Linked DNA regions of Oryctolagus cuniculus: regions 1 and 3 are each linked to region 2. Evidence: chromatin contacts called from public Micro-C data. All regions are on one chromosome and are shown on one strand. Each heading gives the region's core, a stretch centred on a gene start, on an enhancer-like site or on the middle of the called end of the contact. The rest is flanking DNA. Distances are from core to core; before and after follow the strand shown.

The links. A called contact is a pair of places that touch in the nucleus more often than the background predicts.
Region 1: a contact with region 2 is called in a Micro-C map of ear pinna, with 8 times the contacts expected there. The contact joins the promoter of SESN3 here to the promoter of CEP57 in region 2. A contact is called at or near these places in 2 of 6 Hi-C or Micro-C datasets (ear pinna and psoas muscle).
Region 3: a Micro-C map of ear pinna shows a contact between it and region 2, with 8 times the contacts expected there. The contact joins the promoter of MAML2 here to the promoter of CEP57 in region 2. A contact is called at or near these places in 2 of 6 Hi-C or Micro-C datasets (ear pinna and an unstated tissue).

The regions. Positions count from the first base shown.
Region 1 is chr1:86,604,177-86,609,040 of mOryCun1.1, reverse strand. SESN3 (sestrin 3) reads left to right here and starts at 3,228. Exons shown (of 11, transcript XM_008262422.4): 1 at 3,228-3,367. LOC103349689 (a long non-coding RNA gene) reads right to left here and starts at 2,602. Exons shown (of 4, transcript XR_011390185.1): 1 at 1,987-2,602.
Region 2 is chr1:87,211,196-87,216,258 of mOryCun1.1, reverse strand. CEP57 (centrosomal protein 57) reads right to left here and starts at 2,773. Exons shown (of 11, transcript XM_051820419.2): 1 at 2,535-2,773. It overlaps FAM76B (family with sequence similarity 76 member B), which reads left to right and starts at 2,906. Exons shown (of 24, transcript XR_011390255.1): 1 at 2,906-3,285; 2 at 4,106-4,170; 3 at 5,014-5,063.
Region 3 is chr1:87,788,969-87,793,422 of mOryCun1.1, reverse strand. It overlaps MAML2 (mastermind like transcriptional coactivator 2), which reads left to right and starts at 2,661. Exons shown (of 5, transcript XM_002708435.5): 1 at 2,661-4,454. The coding sequence starts at 4,037.

The DNA.
Region 1 (4,864 bases), core at 1,979-4,478, 610 kb after region 2:
CCATGTTGGTTGTGATTTTTCACCCACATCCCAATTTTCTGAAGTTATCCCTTGGTTTAGACACACACAACAACAAAAGGGGTGAAATTTCTCCTTGTTTTATGTAAGAATCAGAAGAGTTGGCTTTTGTTTCTTTCCCTCTGGATTATCAGTGTGATCCTGGATTGACAAGTCACCTGCTCTTTAAGTCACACTCCACGCTATCCAGGCTGGCTAGTAATGATGGTGGGCAAAGAGGTGCCTGGAAGCTGGCCAGGCATCACTAGGAGACAGAGGAGTGTGTTGGGAGTGAGAGGTGTGAGGAAAGTGTGTTTGTTGCTATTGAGAATGAGTTCCTGGCATTGAGCAGTTCAGGGATGAAACATAAATCCATAAAGAATGGTTTAATGTAAGAATTGTCACAATGTAGTATGTGATTCACTGCCAAATAAACAGCATCATGTAGACAATGAATAGTAAAACGTTTGGTGGTGGATTGATAGAGAGAGCCATTATGTATCTGACCACGTATCACTGAAGACCTTCATCCTCTAGAAGTTTCCTTCAGCAGTCTTTGGTAAAGGATGTCACAGGGCAGGGCTAGACTCTCTTGGCTAGTCTTTTCTGTCAGGTTTAGTTATTGAATGTAATGGGACTCATTGTGAAAAGATGATAGCTTTTAAAGGAAAAAAAAAAAGCAAAGACTGTTACTCAAAAATTGGAAGTTCATGTACTGCTTGAGAAAATCCAGTATCTGCTCAAAAATCTACTTTATCCGTCAGCATCTCCTTTCCTTTTAAAACATACTCACATAAAATCTGCTTTAAAAGACAGAACCTGCCAAGAATATAGCCTAAGAAATCCACCACGAAATGAGGACACATATGTTTCAGTTCTTAGAAAAACCTGCCTTGCTGCCCTTTCCCCTGCAGTTTCTTGGTTCTCTGCACTGAAGGGCATGTGGTCATTTCTCCTTTTGATGAATTTTCTTGCTTTTTACCTTTTTTCCCTTTCTACCTAAATGTTAAGAACATTTCCTCCATACTACTGCTATTCTAGATTATGAGAGGACTTCCTAAATATTTGTGGAAAATGGAATTAAGTGGTAAGCTTATTTTAGTGCAAAAAATTGTTGAAGTTCATGAATAATTTTTTCAGAATATGCATTTCCACGAACTTTTTGAAGACGCTGCGTGTATGTCTGTCACTAGCTAAATGGATCAACACATTTTTCCAGCCAGATAACTTGGGTCCTTTTGGGGTTCTCCAGGTCATTTAAACGTGACACACGCAGATCTGTACATCTTTTGTTCCTTGCGTAGACTTGGTTTATACGTGTTGGCCGCTGAAAGGCCAGAGAAGAGACAGCTGTTGGACATTTAGACTGGCAGCTTTAGCAGCACAATTTGCTCTAATAGCTTTGATATGCTAAACTTGCTAGCTCCTCCAAGTGTACCTTCTTGATTTTGCATCACAACACTGAATCCCTAAGGAACCGGGGTAGAAATTTTAGATGCAAAAGAAAAGAAACGCAAAACCGGTGGAACCCTTCTTTTAAAATCATCTCCACAGATTCATTTTGCGAAGTGCAAGGGCTTCACCATCCTGGCACGCTAGAGACCTTTTCCACAAGGAGAAGCCAGGAATACCGATCAGGTTCTACGGAGCGAAAACAGGTGATGTCATAGCACAGCGCTGTGCGGGCACCGCCAAGGCCGGCTGCGGAGCTGCGGCTCCAGGGAGCGCGGCGATGCAAGGTGTCCGAGGGCCGCGAGGACACCGGCGAGGACGCGGCACCAATCAGCTTCTTGCTCTGCGCCAGCCTTTGTTCTCGCTGGGGAGCAGGTTCCCGCGGCCCTCGTCGCCCACCCGCGACCGACCCACACGCGCGCCGCCCACCGCTGCGGAGACCGCCCGCGCGGGTCGGCCCGGCACACCCGGTCCGCAGAGCTTTCCGCAGTGACTGCCCGCTGGCCCCGCGGCGCGGACGCCGAGCCCCTGACTCACCATTTTTTTGAGCTCTGGGAGAGGCAGGTCCAGAGCAATAGTTTTAAATGGCAGTTTGCTCTCTGAGGCTGCCTTCCCGGGCAGGGCTCTGAGCTCTCTCCGCACGAATCGGACGGGCTGCCTCAGAGCCGGCCTATGGGGGTGACGAGACTGACCTCGCTCTCGCTAGCCCTTTCGTGACGGACAAGCCGAGGAACTTCCACGGCTGGGAGGGGGGCGAGAGGGAAATGCTCCAACACAAACGCTCGACTGATTGCTGAAATATACCTCAGATTTCTTTACCCACATCCCTTACCCCACTCCCATCTCTGGGCTTTCTCACAGAGCTCGCAATCTCAGTGATGCATAAAGTTCTTCGAGATCCTAAAGGCAAAGCGCTACCCCATTGCCTTCTTTACAGCCAAGCTTGGATTTTGGCTGACAGGAAGCCTAGTCCCTACCCCGGTGGAAAATAACGTTTTAGCTCCCCCTTCCCTCCTCAAGAGATCACGAAATGTTTAGCTCAGTCTTGGTCCCTCTAGCGAGCTCTAGCTCCCAGCAATTTATCTCACTCTGCTTTCCACAGCGCCAGGGACCCAGACGAGGAGGAGTGGCTTACCGCGGGGGCGGCGCTAGTCTTCCAGGTTCGTTTGCATACGACACACCCCCTTCCTCTTATTGGTGGAATAGCGCACACTGTATTCCCTCCCACCCCGCTACCCAACTAACCCGCCATCTCCCTTCGGTTCCGAGCCTCGGAGATAAACTTAACTTGCCCGGAGATTCAAGGCGTCCTCGGCCTTTACGATTGGTCGGCGCGGCGCCCAACCGGGATCTAAAAGCTCATTGGCTGTGTGCTAGCGACCCGGGGGCGTGGCCGGAGCTGTCCGATTGGCGGGAGGGGGCGGTCCCGAAGCGTGGAGGTGGTGAAGGTGGTGGGGCGGCGGGGGCGGGGCCGCACTGAGGAGCTGCGGCGGCGGCGGCGGCGGCAGCAGCGGCAGCGGTGGCGGCTGCTCGTCCTAGCCTGGCGGGGGCGGGGGTCTGGAGGATGGGGGCGGGTGGAACAACGGGCCGGTGAGGAGCAGCCGCCGCCGTGTCAGCCGTCGCTCGGGCAGCCGCCGCAGTGGTCGCCTCGGGCAGCGCCGCTCTCTCGCTGGCCGTCGCCTTCCATCCCGACATCCCGCCGGGAGGAGGCTGAGGCGGCGAGGCACGGCCGGCGACGGCGGCGAGCCGGTCCGGCCCCGCAGCGGCGCGGCTGACGGCAGTGACAGTGCACCCGACCCGCCGCCCACCCTCGCCCTAGCCTTCGACGCCGGCGGCCACGATGAACCGGAGCGGCGGCAGCCCGTCGGCCGCCGCCAACTACCTGCTCTGTACCAACTGCCGGAAAGTGCTGCGGAAGGTACGGCCCGGGCCTGGGGTCCTGCCCCGGAGGGGCTCTTCCTGCCGGCCGGAGCTCGCGCCGCGGGGCCCCGGGGGCGCGCGGGGGCCGAGGCTCCGGGGTCTCCCCTGGCACTGCCCCTTACCCGGAGACGAAAAAGGGGGCGTGGGTTTCGGGCCGCTGCTGTTTTTCATCTCTGTTGGGACAGACGCCAGTCTCGAGGGCTGTTTTTTTTTTTTCTTATTTCTTTTCTCTGTATCTTTTTTCATTCTTCTTTCTGTGTGTGTGTGTGTGTGTGTGTGTTTGTGTGTGTGTGTGTGTGTGTCCGCGCGCACGCGCGCGCCTACCTTCGGTCTGTTTTCCAGCCCGCCTCCCTACCTTGCTTCTCCGGACACTGGGAGGGAGGCACTCGTCGATCCTCCTCCCTGGGCCGTTTGGCTGTCGATGGAGGTCCGGGTGAAATCAGAGCAGCCTGGGCTGGGCTGGAGGAACCCGGCTCCGTCGTGGCTGTGGCTAACTCTCGGGGTGTTGTTTGTTCGGTTGCTTTGCCTTGCCCAGCAGCCCCCTTTCCGTGTTCTTCCGATGGTCCTCCTGTGTCTGTAGTTCACTCATGAAAAGAACCAGTAAAGCATCTTGAACTTAATGCCCCGTGGGAGATGCTTTTCGACCTTACCGGTTCCTCGGCTGGGGGAGGAGGAGGGGTGGATGTGGTTATCCCTGCCTAGCACCCCCTCCCCAGGCTCCATCCGGACGCACCGCCAGCTTATTGCTTCCCAGATTGAGGGATAGAAAGTTTAGTATTGTTTAGCTTACTTGGCTTGCTCTCTCGGGGATGGGGGGGGGGGTGCGTGGGGGCGGGGGTGTGTGAAAAAATGTCTCTTTAGATCGAGAAGAGTTTTTAATCAGATTTTAACAGCCGCCCCTATAATGCTGTCAGATTATTCTTCTCCGAGCTCTTATTTTTGCATTTCATTGAGTGGAAACATCAGGTGAGGTGCTTCTGTTTGTCCAGTTCAAATGAATTAAAATTGCTGAGCTGTGCAAATGCATGGGGACTGAGAGACTGAGATGAATGCGGTACCAGTTTTAGTCGATTTCCCTAAACACAGTTCACTTCAGGATTGTTCTTTACATGTTAAAAAGGAAAAGAAAGAAAGCTCGTAAGTAAGCAAGCTTAAATATTTGCGCTCTTTGTCCAAAAACTGTTTTTCTTCCTCTGTGGGTCAGGCCAAGTGCCAATCAAAGTTGTTTTTCAAGCCTCTTTTCCCTGCAGTAGAGCTGCTGCATTTTTTTCCCCTATTTTATTTGTGAGCATGAGGAAAGCGGAGGGATTGCAGATTTGAAGTTAATCAAACAGCTAAAAATGCCTTAAATTGTGTTTATTGGATATGTTTCTCTTGAAACAGATTTTTATTAAATGTGCATGTTGAATATGTGCAGTTATTTTTTTCCATAAACTCCGGGATCAAATTACAGTTGATACTTGCTCCGCTCATTGTAGGGCAGGCAGCTTGTGAG
Region 2 (5,063 bases), core at 1,524-4,023:
ATGTATCACCAGCTGTTTATTAACATAAACTGCCACCTAACTTGTTTCTAATGGGACATGCAAATAAGACTTTCTTATGCACTAAGGAACCAACTATATGTAGCCACTTTTTTTTTTATTTGAGATTTAAAAGTATTTATAAGAATCAAGGACTTCCAGCCAGAGCGGCATGGAGGGGGGCTTCCAAGAGAGGAAAATCCAAAGGGGACTGGTGGCAGTTGGCTTTAAGTACAATTTCGAAGCAAAAAAACTTATCAGGTAGCCACTTGTTTGAAAAACAGCAACTTCAGAATTAAGACATTTTGAAGTTGCTCTAGTTAAGATAGTTTGGTTTGTAAAGGACCTTAAATATTCCTAGTGTACTCTTGATATTTACAATCTACTTAAAGCTGGACTTAACACACAAAAACATGTGTAATTTCCACCTGAACATTAGCATTTCTGTCCAGGCTACCATATGGACTGAAGGACTGAACACAGCCCATTGCCACTGCTCAGCTAGGTGGCCTTGGCACAATGAAGCTCAATTTAATTGTTTGGTCTCCCAGTACTAAATTTTGAGAGTTGTGAATGGTCCTCTTCTAAGTTTAATGACATCTTTTAACAGTTCCTTCTCTTTTACCTTACCTCTCACTAATCTAACTCCTTACTTCCTAATCTCCCCAGACTTCTCTGCAAATGTGTTAACCCATTCTGCTGAAGCTCTGGACTCCTTCTGGCCTCACTGTCACAAATTCTAACACAAATGGAAAGCTGAAAGTAAGGAAAAGTGGTTGTTCATAGGTGACTTTCATCTAACTGTTCCCTACATACTTTTTTCCCCTTTAGCGCCCATGAAATTACTTCACCTTGACATTCTCCAGGCTTCTTCCTAGGCCTGTTTTCATGTTCCCAACAAATTATACCTTTGTTCACTCTGGGTTATTGAAGTTTTCTGAAAGCACCCATCATCTTAAGGACATTCCCCCCACCCCCCTAAATGCCTGCCGTGTTTTTCTTCTCTTGTTTTGTGACAATCATTTAGAATTCCTTCAACACGCAGTTGACTCCTCCTTCCCTTCTGGGAACCCTTCTCTCACCTGGCCACACTGCTAACCACTCTAAATTATGCTAGTAGGGCAGTTTACCCCACACTGGACAGTAATCACTTATCAGACGTAGTTTCTCAGTGTCCTCTAGGCCTTTAAGAGCAGGGTATCTATTCTATTCACCTGTAATTCTAGAGCCTAACCACGCCAGGCCTATGTACAGATTACCAGTTGTCTCATTTGCTTCCCATCCCTTCCCAGTGTGGCACTTCCCACAGCAGTCAGTCTGACAAATACCCATGACCTGAACCGACAGGTGACTCCCTGGTGCAGGCAAAAAAAAAACCCAGAACTACAGCCCAAATCAAGTTCCCTGGTCGCCTCTTCGAAAGGGCACTGCAGTCCTAGCAAATCCGTGGCGATCCGGCAGCGCTCTGGCTTTGGAGAGTCGCGCACTGAAGAGGAGACGGGGTACTGCAGGCCAAGGAGGCAGCCCAGGCAGCGCGTAGACCGCGCTGGAGGGTCACAAGGGGGCTGCGGCCGACTCGCGAGCGCTCTCCTAGACACACGGGCGCGCACACCTGGTCTCGGCGCCTCGCTAAGAGCAGCCGTTACACTCACGTGACCTCAGCAGCAATGTTTTCGCAGGCCAGGGAGCGGGCGCCGTCAGCCCAGCCCAGCCTCCTGGGCTGCGAGGCAGGCCGAAAAGCGAATGAGGCGGCAGGGGGGTCGAACCAAGCCTGCTTCAAGGGATCCCAGAGGGTGCGGCCTCAACAGGGAGCAGCGGAAGCCCGGGTGGCGCGGGGCGGTCTAGTGCCCCACGCCGGCCTCCAGCGTCAGAGCAAATCTAGGGCGCCCTGAAATGGGACGAAACTCGAACAGCTGCCAAGAGCGACCTAAAGCCCGTTCGAACGCCAAACGCTTCTCACCGAGAACTGAGAACCAGAAGCCGTAGAGACAGATGCCGCCGCCATCTTCCGGAGTGCCCGGCGCTCTGAGTTCTCGTGCTCTTCAAGATTCGAGAGCCGCCCACCAGGGGCGACCCTAAACCGAACCCCGGATGGAAGGGGCGGGGGGTGCTGGATGCCCAGCTTAGAAACCCCAGCCACACACCCCCACGGCGACGCCCACGCTCAGGGCGCACGCGGAGAGGGCAACACGCATTAACGGACGTCTGCAGTAGCCAATCAAATAAAGCGGACGTCTTCGCGTATGCGAGAGAACCCGCCCCCCTGCTGACGTCACAAGGTAGAGAGTCACTGAGCGCGCCCGGGACCCGTAACTGCGCGCCGCCGGGGCCTCAGGGCGTTCTACCCAGGGGCGGGTCTTCCCACGGAGGGAACTGGGGCGAGGGGATTGTGTGGTCGCCAGTGGCAACGGAACTGAATTGTTGAACTAGAGTAAAGGCGAATGCGAAGTCCAAACCACTCCATCACGTCCCTTGGATCAAACGCCTGAGAAAACCTCAGTTTGAGTTGGGGACGCCTCTCCAGGTGAAGTACTTACCTTTTGGCCAATAACATAGGATTGGGCGGGGCTTAGTGATTTGGCCCAAGAGAAGTCAAGGGGAAAATGTCGAGGCAGGGCAAATCTTTCGCGAATCCTTGCCCAATTGGATCGGGGCTCCCTCACCCAGGCCTCGGACTGGCTGCTAGGGAGCGCGGCGACGGGGACCTTTGGGCGGGGCTGGTTTCAAGCGGGTTTCGCGCGCTGAGAGCGCCGGGCTGTCATTGGCCGGCGACTTCCTCCCTTTGTGGGCGCGCTCTGCGTAGTTGGGGCTCGGCGTTGGGAGGAGCGACCGGGTGACGTAGTATCCGCTGCAGCCAATCAGGCGTGCGGAAGGGAGGCCGAGAAGGAAGCGGATCCGCGGCCGTGCAGCTGAACCGCCCCGAACTCTCGGCGTCGTCTCCCTCCGCCGCTGTCGGGGCCTAAGCGGGAGAGGCGGGGACGGCCCCGCTGGGTGGGCTGGGGCGGAAGTGGAGGCGGAGGGAGACGACGGCGGCGTCGTCCGCGGGGCCTCGGGCTCTCGCGGCGAGGCCCTGGTGGGCGCGAGGCAGGGGGAGGGGGCGGAGGAGGAGTCCGCAGCGCGGGCCGCGGCGGCCGAGTTCCCCGTGGGGCCCCGCCTCGGAGCGGGCGGCGGCGACGGCGGAGGAGGAGACTGAGGGGCAGGATGGCGGCCTCGGCCCTGTACGCCTGCACCAAGTGTACCCAGCGCTATCCCTTCGAGGAGCTCTCCCAGGGCCAACAGCTCTGCAAGGTCCGTGGGCAGCGGGCTGGCGGGGTTTCCTGTGCCGTAACCCGAGGGTGCTGGGTGGTCGCTGCGCTGCAGCCCCCTGCTCTTCACGAGCACCAGGGGGCTTGGGAGCCCGGAGTCCTAGCCTCCCCACCGGGACCCGGGACCCCGCGTTCCGATGGCGTTGGCACCGGCCGGGAAAAGGCCCACGAGAGGGAGACCGTCTTCCAGACGGGCCGGGAGGGGGCCGGTCCTCACCAGCGTCCGGGGGTCTCGGGTGGGGCTGAGTGAGGCAGCCACCTGTCTCTGCCGCAGAGACTCTGGGGTGGAGATGTTTTCATCTCGGTGTTCTGCCTGGTCTGTCCTCGCCTTCCACCAGGAGGCAGGGGACGGTTTTTGCACTTTCTTGCTAGGAACCCGAAGCCGCCAAGCTGATGGCATCCTTCTTCCCTGTCCAGGAAAGCGAAGCGACTGGTTTGGGAACAGAATGCTCTATGATTTGGAGCTCCTCCCATCCCATTAAAGCCGGAATGCTGTCTGTGAGCAACGGTGAAAATAAGTAGTTCCACATTTAACCAATCCTTGAAATCGGCCCTGACAGCTTTCTTACTTTATCCGGAGTATAGTCCCACGTGTAATAAAGACAAAGACACCTCTGCCTTCCCTAAGGAATTATATCGTGATTGGCCACTTACATGACAAATCACCAATTGTTTACGTTAGGGGCCAGGTTTTATTGTTGTTCTAGACATCTGACCAGATTTGGTAATAATTTTCTACCAGAAAAGTAAGGTTTGGGACTTGGAGATATCTACATACTGACTAACGTATTGTCTTATTGCAGGAATGTCGGATTGCACATCCTATTGTAAAATGTACTTACTGCAGATCAGAATTCCAACAAGAGAGGTTTGTACATCAGTTTTTGATCGTTAAAGACAGAATACCATCTGGAAGGAGTACTTGGGGGTTGTAATCTGGTATTTATATCATCTTAAAAAATGGTTTAGTCTCTGAGACTTTGAGTTGTAAATGTTTTATATGTGGTAGGAGAGAATATAGAAAATGAAACAGTGGTGGTCATTTTACTACCTGAACTGGACGTGGAAAAATAAAGGCTAAGATACTAGTGTGGAAAATGTGCAGCCATGCTAAGAAGAATGGAAGGGTGAAGATTACTGTTAAGCTACAGAAGATAGCGTGTGAATGGATCTGAGGACAGGTCTACAGTGTTATCAACTGCCTTATTTTGATAGTGAAATCTGGTAACTTGGTACCAGTAGAATTGCATACTTTTTAACAAGTAATTCCGGGTTGGGAGCACTCAAGAAGGTAACCTAGGAGAAGTGCAGATAATTTCTAAATAAGTAGAGATGGTCATTGTAATAATAGACAAAGGCCATGTGGAAGATGAGGTAGGCAGGCACTGATACGTAATGCTGTGCATTAATAATGGCAAGTGTGGGAAGGTTGTCCAACTAGAGAGGAAACTCTAGGATTTTGTTTTGTATCCTTTAAAAAGCACACAATAAAAATGTGTAAAAACATCTGTGTTAAGTTAATGGAAAAGGAATAAATTGGGGTAAAATAGCCCAAATAAGAACTTTGTGTAGGTATTGTTAAAAAGTGAAGGTGTATTACAATTTTAAGTATCATAGATATTTGACTCATCAGTTTACTTAGTTCATCATTGTGCGGATCATCTCAGAAGCTTACATAAATATGATCTTTCATACGTAATTTCTTTTTCAGCAAAACTAACACAATTTGTAAGAAGTGTGCTCAAAATGTGAAGCAATTTG
Region 3 (4,454 bases), core at 1,412-3,911, 580 kb before region 2:
GTCTGCATTGCATATCAGCATCTGTTGGAGCCCTGGCTGCTCCACTTCAGATCCAGCTCCCTGCTAATGTGAATGGGAAAGAAGTGGAAGATGGCTCAAGTGCTTGGGTCCCTGCTACCCATGTGGGAAACCTGGATGAAGTTCCAGGCTCTTGGCTTCAGCCTGCCCTACCCCCTGCTGACATGGAGTGAACCAGCAAATGGAAGATCTGTCTCTAACTCTGCCTTTCAAATAAATGAATAAATCTTAAAATTCATAGGAATATACAGAAATTTTAGGTTTATGAAAGAGAACAAGACCATAAGAAAAGGGGAAAGAAGTGTTTAAAGGCAATTGGATGTCCCATGTCCATGCCCCCTCTCCTACTTATATTCAGATGAGTTGTTTTATCCACCTCTCAACATTCCTTGGGGGTGACAAGTATTATAGGGCTTTTTTAGACTCCGGAGTATTGATTGAGAGAGTTGCAGCCTTGGAGCTGCTCTGCTTTGGGGGCAGTCTGGCCTCCCTAAACTACTTTCACAGTTGATAATTGAGGCAGCAGCCCAGTGGTTAAGAGAGGGTAGGTTTGAAGTCATTTGAGTTTGAATTTTGATCTGTTAATTCCGAGTTCCATAAACTGGAGCAAGTGGTTTCCTCATTTTTAAATGGGTTTAATAATACCTGATTTTTTAGGATTAAGAAGGTCACGCAGAGTGCCATACCTGAAGCAGTGACTTTTAGATAAATAGTAATTGCTGTGAATTGAAAAGGATGTTGCAGATGCTGATGTCAACTTTAAACAGCTGCATAAAGTCCAATGAACACTCCCAAGAACTGTCCTATAGCTCTGGAATATTATGTGAAAATGAACTACTTGCCACATTTTTAGGATATGTCCGTGTTGGCATAAAAATCAAAAAGTTTATTTCATTTAGGAATACTGATTTCACCAAGGACTCATTAATCAAAACCCATGGTACTTACAGAGTGAACATTAAGTTTTAATTTCTTCTTTTATCAGACTTTATTGTGGAATGTAAACACAAGCAGTTGTGGAAAGAAGATATTTAATGAACACAACTGTTAGCACATTGCGATAGTTCAAATTTTGCACGTATAGCAAGGAGATGTCTGTCTCTCTTCATGTGAGTAGTTACAACTTCAGAGCATATTGCAATGAAAAGTTACAAAGATACATTCCAACAGAGTCCACTTGTCCCTATTTCCCATCTAACATTCCAGAGGTGGTGAAAATAAAATGGACCAAAGTAGGCCAACCGATAGAGAACTGAAACTGTGTGCCTTGATTTTGCCCATTCATTTCCATCTGCACCCCAGTTTGAAGTGGGACCATCTTACTGCAATGCTAGAGTTGGTTTAAATTAATGGGGCTCTGTGGCATGGGACCTCAAATCCAAATGACTTCAAAGTTAGGATACTCAGAATATTTTTGGTTCTAGCTAGTCTAATACCATGCTCACCTGAATGTACTCTCCCTAACTAACAAGGACAAGTAGAATCCACTGTAAGTCTTGGTGTTTTAAAGATGGGAGAGGGCCAGATAATGATCTATGCAAGAGATCTGTGCGCTTTGTGTTATGAAACTGCTTGAACCAAGCAGCTGAATGATAATATTCCTCATACCTTTATTTTGGCTTGTCACAGTCAACTTGCCTTTTCAAATAAAAACCTTTTTTTAAAAAGATTTTTTTATTTGAAAGGCAGAGTTACAGAGAGGTAGAGACAGAGAGAGAGGTCTTCCATCTGCTGGTTCACTCCCCAGATGGCCACAATGCCCAGAGCATGGCGAATATGAAGCCAGGAACCAGAAGCAGCTTATGGGCTTCCCACACAGGTGCAGGGGCCCAAGGACTTGGGCCATCTTCTGCTTTTCCCAGGCCATAGCAGAGAGCTGGATCAGAAGTGGAGCAGGCAGGACTTGAACTGGCACTGCCCACAGGGGATGTCGGCACAGCAGCAGCGGCTTTACCTGCTATGCCACAGCGCTGGCCCCAGAAAAATCTATTTTTTGTTTTTCCCTCCCTAGAACTGGTATTGCCGATTTCATCATCCTCAAAAGTTATTCATCCCTACTGATTTGCTTGTGATCACCCAGATGGGCTTCTGCAGAGACACGACCAAGGGCAGGCCGGTCCACCCCACACCTGCCCGCCCTTTAGGAAACAACAGTGTGGTTGCCCCTCCTCTCCGCGTGTCCCCCTCCCCCAAGGAAGCGCACAGCCAGGTCTTCCTTATTATATGAAATGAGCGCTTCCTCAGTGCTCTGCCAGCTCTCGCTAGGGTGCTCGGTGGTGTCATTCTCAGCATATTGAAAAATGAAAATGATATCCTCAGGGGGGCGTCACGTAGGTCTGAAAGGGAAAACACATTCCCTGAACGGGAATTCCTTAGACATTGAGGGCTGGCGAAGTAGTTGCGTGGAGGCTGGGGAATTTCCCCCGTGCCCCCACTCCTCCTTCCCCGAGCGTGAGGCGGAGCAGAGCGCCGGCTGCGCGAGTCGCAGGCTCCGGGATTTACCTCTTCAGCCACTGGGAGGCCCTCTGCGCTCCCCTTTCCCCGGTGCCGGGCGGCGATCGCTCCCTGGCGCAGTGGCACCCGCCTTCCACCAGGGAGCCTCGAGCGAGCGCTCCCGCCCTCCCCCCGCCCCCCGCCCCCCCATCTGCAGCTTGCTGGCTCGCTCTCTCTCCCTCTCTGTCTCACTCTCTCTCTTTCTCTCCCTCTCCTATCGGAGCACAATGAAAGCCTGTGTATCGCCGTGACTCCGGGCGGGAGCCAGTGTCAGCAAAGCGGCTAACAACAGACGAGAAAGAGAAAGGAATATACAAGCTACTTTTTTTGTGTTGTTTTTTTTTTTTTTTTCCACCTCTAAAGCGAAGCAATACAAGAGATAGAACCACATTGCTTATTGCGAGTCCAGACCCTCAGATCCACTGGCCGGGGATGGAATGTACAAAAGTGGACAGAAAAGTGGCTGGACATGACTCGGTGCAATTTGCTGGAAGTTTGTAAGTTGGACCATCGTTTGTAAATTACTCTCGGAAGAGTTTGTCTCTCTTGATACTGTGTTAGAATAGAGCTGGGGGTGAGGAATAGAAACCTAAGTGGGAAAGGAAAAAAAAATGTGTTGGAGGATCTCACTCAGTGGCTTGCCACTTCAGATTGCTTTGCTTTAAGGCTGGGAAACCTTAGAGGGAATGAGGATTTTACCGGTGATTGGATTAGCTGGAGAAAAACCATGGTCCAAAAGTCCAATTACTGACATTGTTAACAATTGAAAAGCTGTCTCCCGCTTTGGGGAGAAGACACCATCCTCCAGGACCCCCAAAGAGGAGCGTGCACCGGAGCAGAGGGAAAGGGAGAAAAACTAAAGCCCAAAAGACAAGGCTCGCTTGATTTGTTTGCACATTTTGAACCCTCAGAAGCCTTCTGAAACAGCACTGTTTTGTTCTGGTTTTTATTTTTTTCTTCACCCTAAGAAAAAGAAGAGGCTGCCAGTTACACAGAGTAGGGTAGAAACGTGTTTCTCTATGGAAACATCCCCATAAAGCATTCTCAGAAACAATTAGGGGAGGGGGGAACCAGCTCACCCTCTATTAATACCTCGCTCTGTTCCTTTCGCTGTCGGCTTCTGTCTCTGCCTTGACCATCCCTGAGTTCTTGCTCGAACCCCCAAATCGTGTGTTTACAAAGTACCTGGTGGCGCTTGTCAGCTCCGTCGGGGGAGGGGGGCAAAAAAAAAAAAAATCCAACTCTTTCCAACTTCTCCAGAACTGTCAGCCGCAATTAGAGTAAGTTGATCGGGGCTGGTTTCCAACTTACCCTCCCCAGCTGGTTTCTGTTCTTTCTCCCTCCCCTCTTTTGACTAACTCCCTTCCCCCACATCTTCGCCACTGCTCCCCCCCACCCCAACCCCTGAAGACCTCTATTCATGTGGCCCTGAACACTGAGCTCACACTGACAAAATCAGATTTGCCTGCCATAGTCAGCGGTAGCCCCTTTCCTCCTCACCATCCCAAGCCTTGTGTACAGTAAGATGGGGGACACAGCGCCCCCGCAGGCCCCCGCAGGAGGGCTAGGGGGGGCCTCTGGGGCGGGGCTCCTTGGAGGGGGCTCAGTCACCCCGAGAGTGCACAGTGCTATCGTGGAGCGCCTCCGGGCTCGGATCGCCGTCTGCCGCCAGCACCACTTGAGCTGCGAAGGACGCTATGAGCGTGGTAGGGCTGAGAGTTCGGATCGCGAGAGGGAGAGCACCTTGCAGCTCCTGAGCCTCGTCCAGCACGGCCAAGGGGCAAGGAAGGCTGGCAAGCACTCCAAGGCCACGACCACCGCTGCCACCACTGCGGCCGCTGCGCCGCCCTCCGCCGCCCCACCTACAGCCTCCCAAGCAGCAGCCACAGCAGCCCCGCCACCCCCACCAGACTACCACCATCACCACCAACAGCACCTGCTGA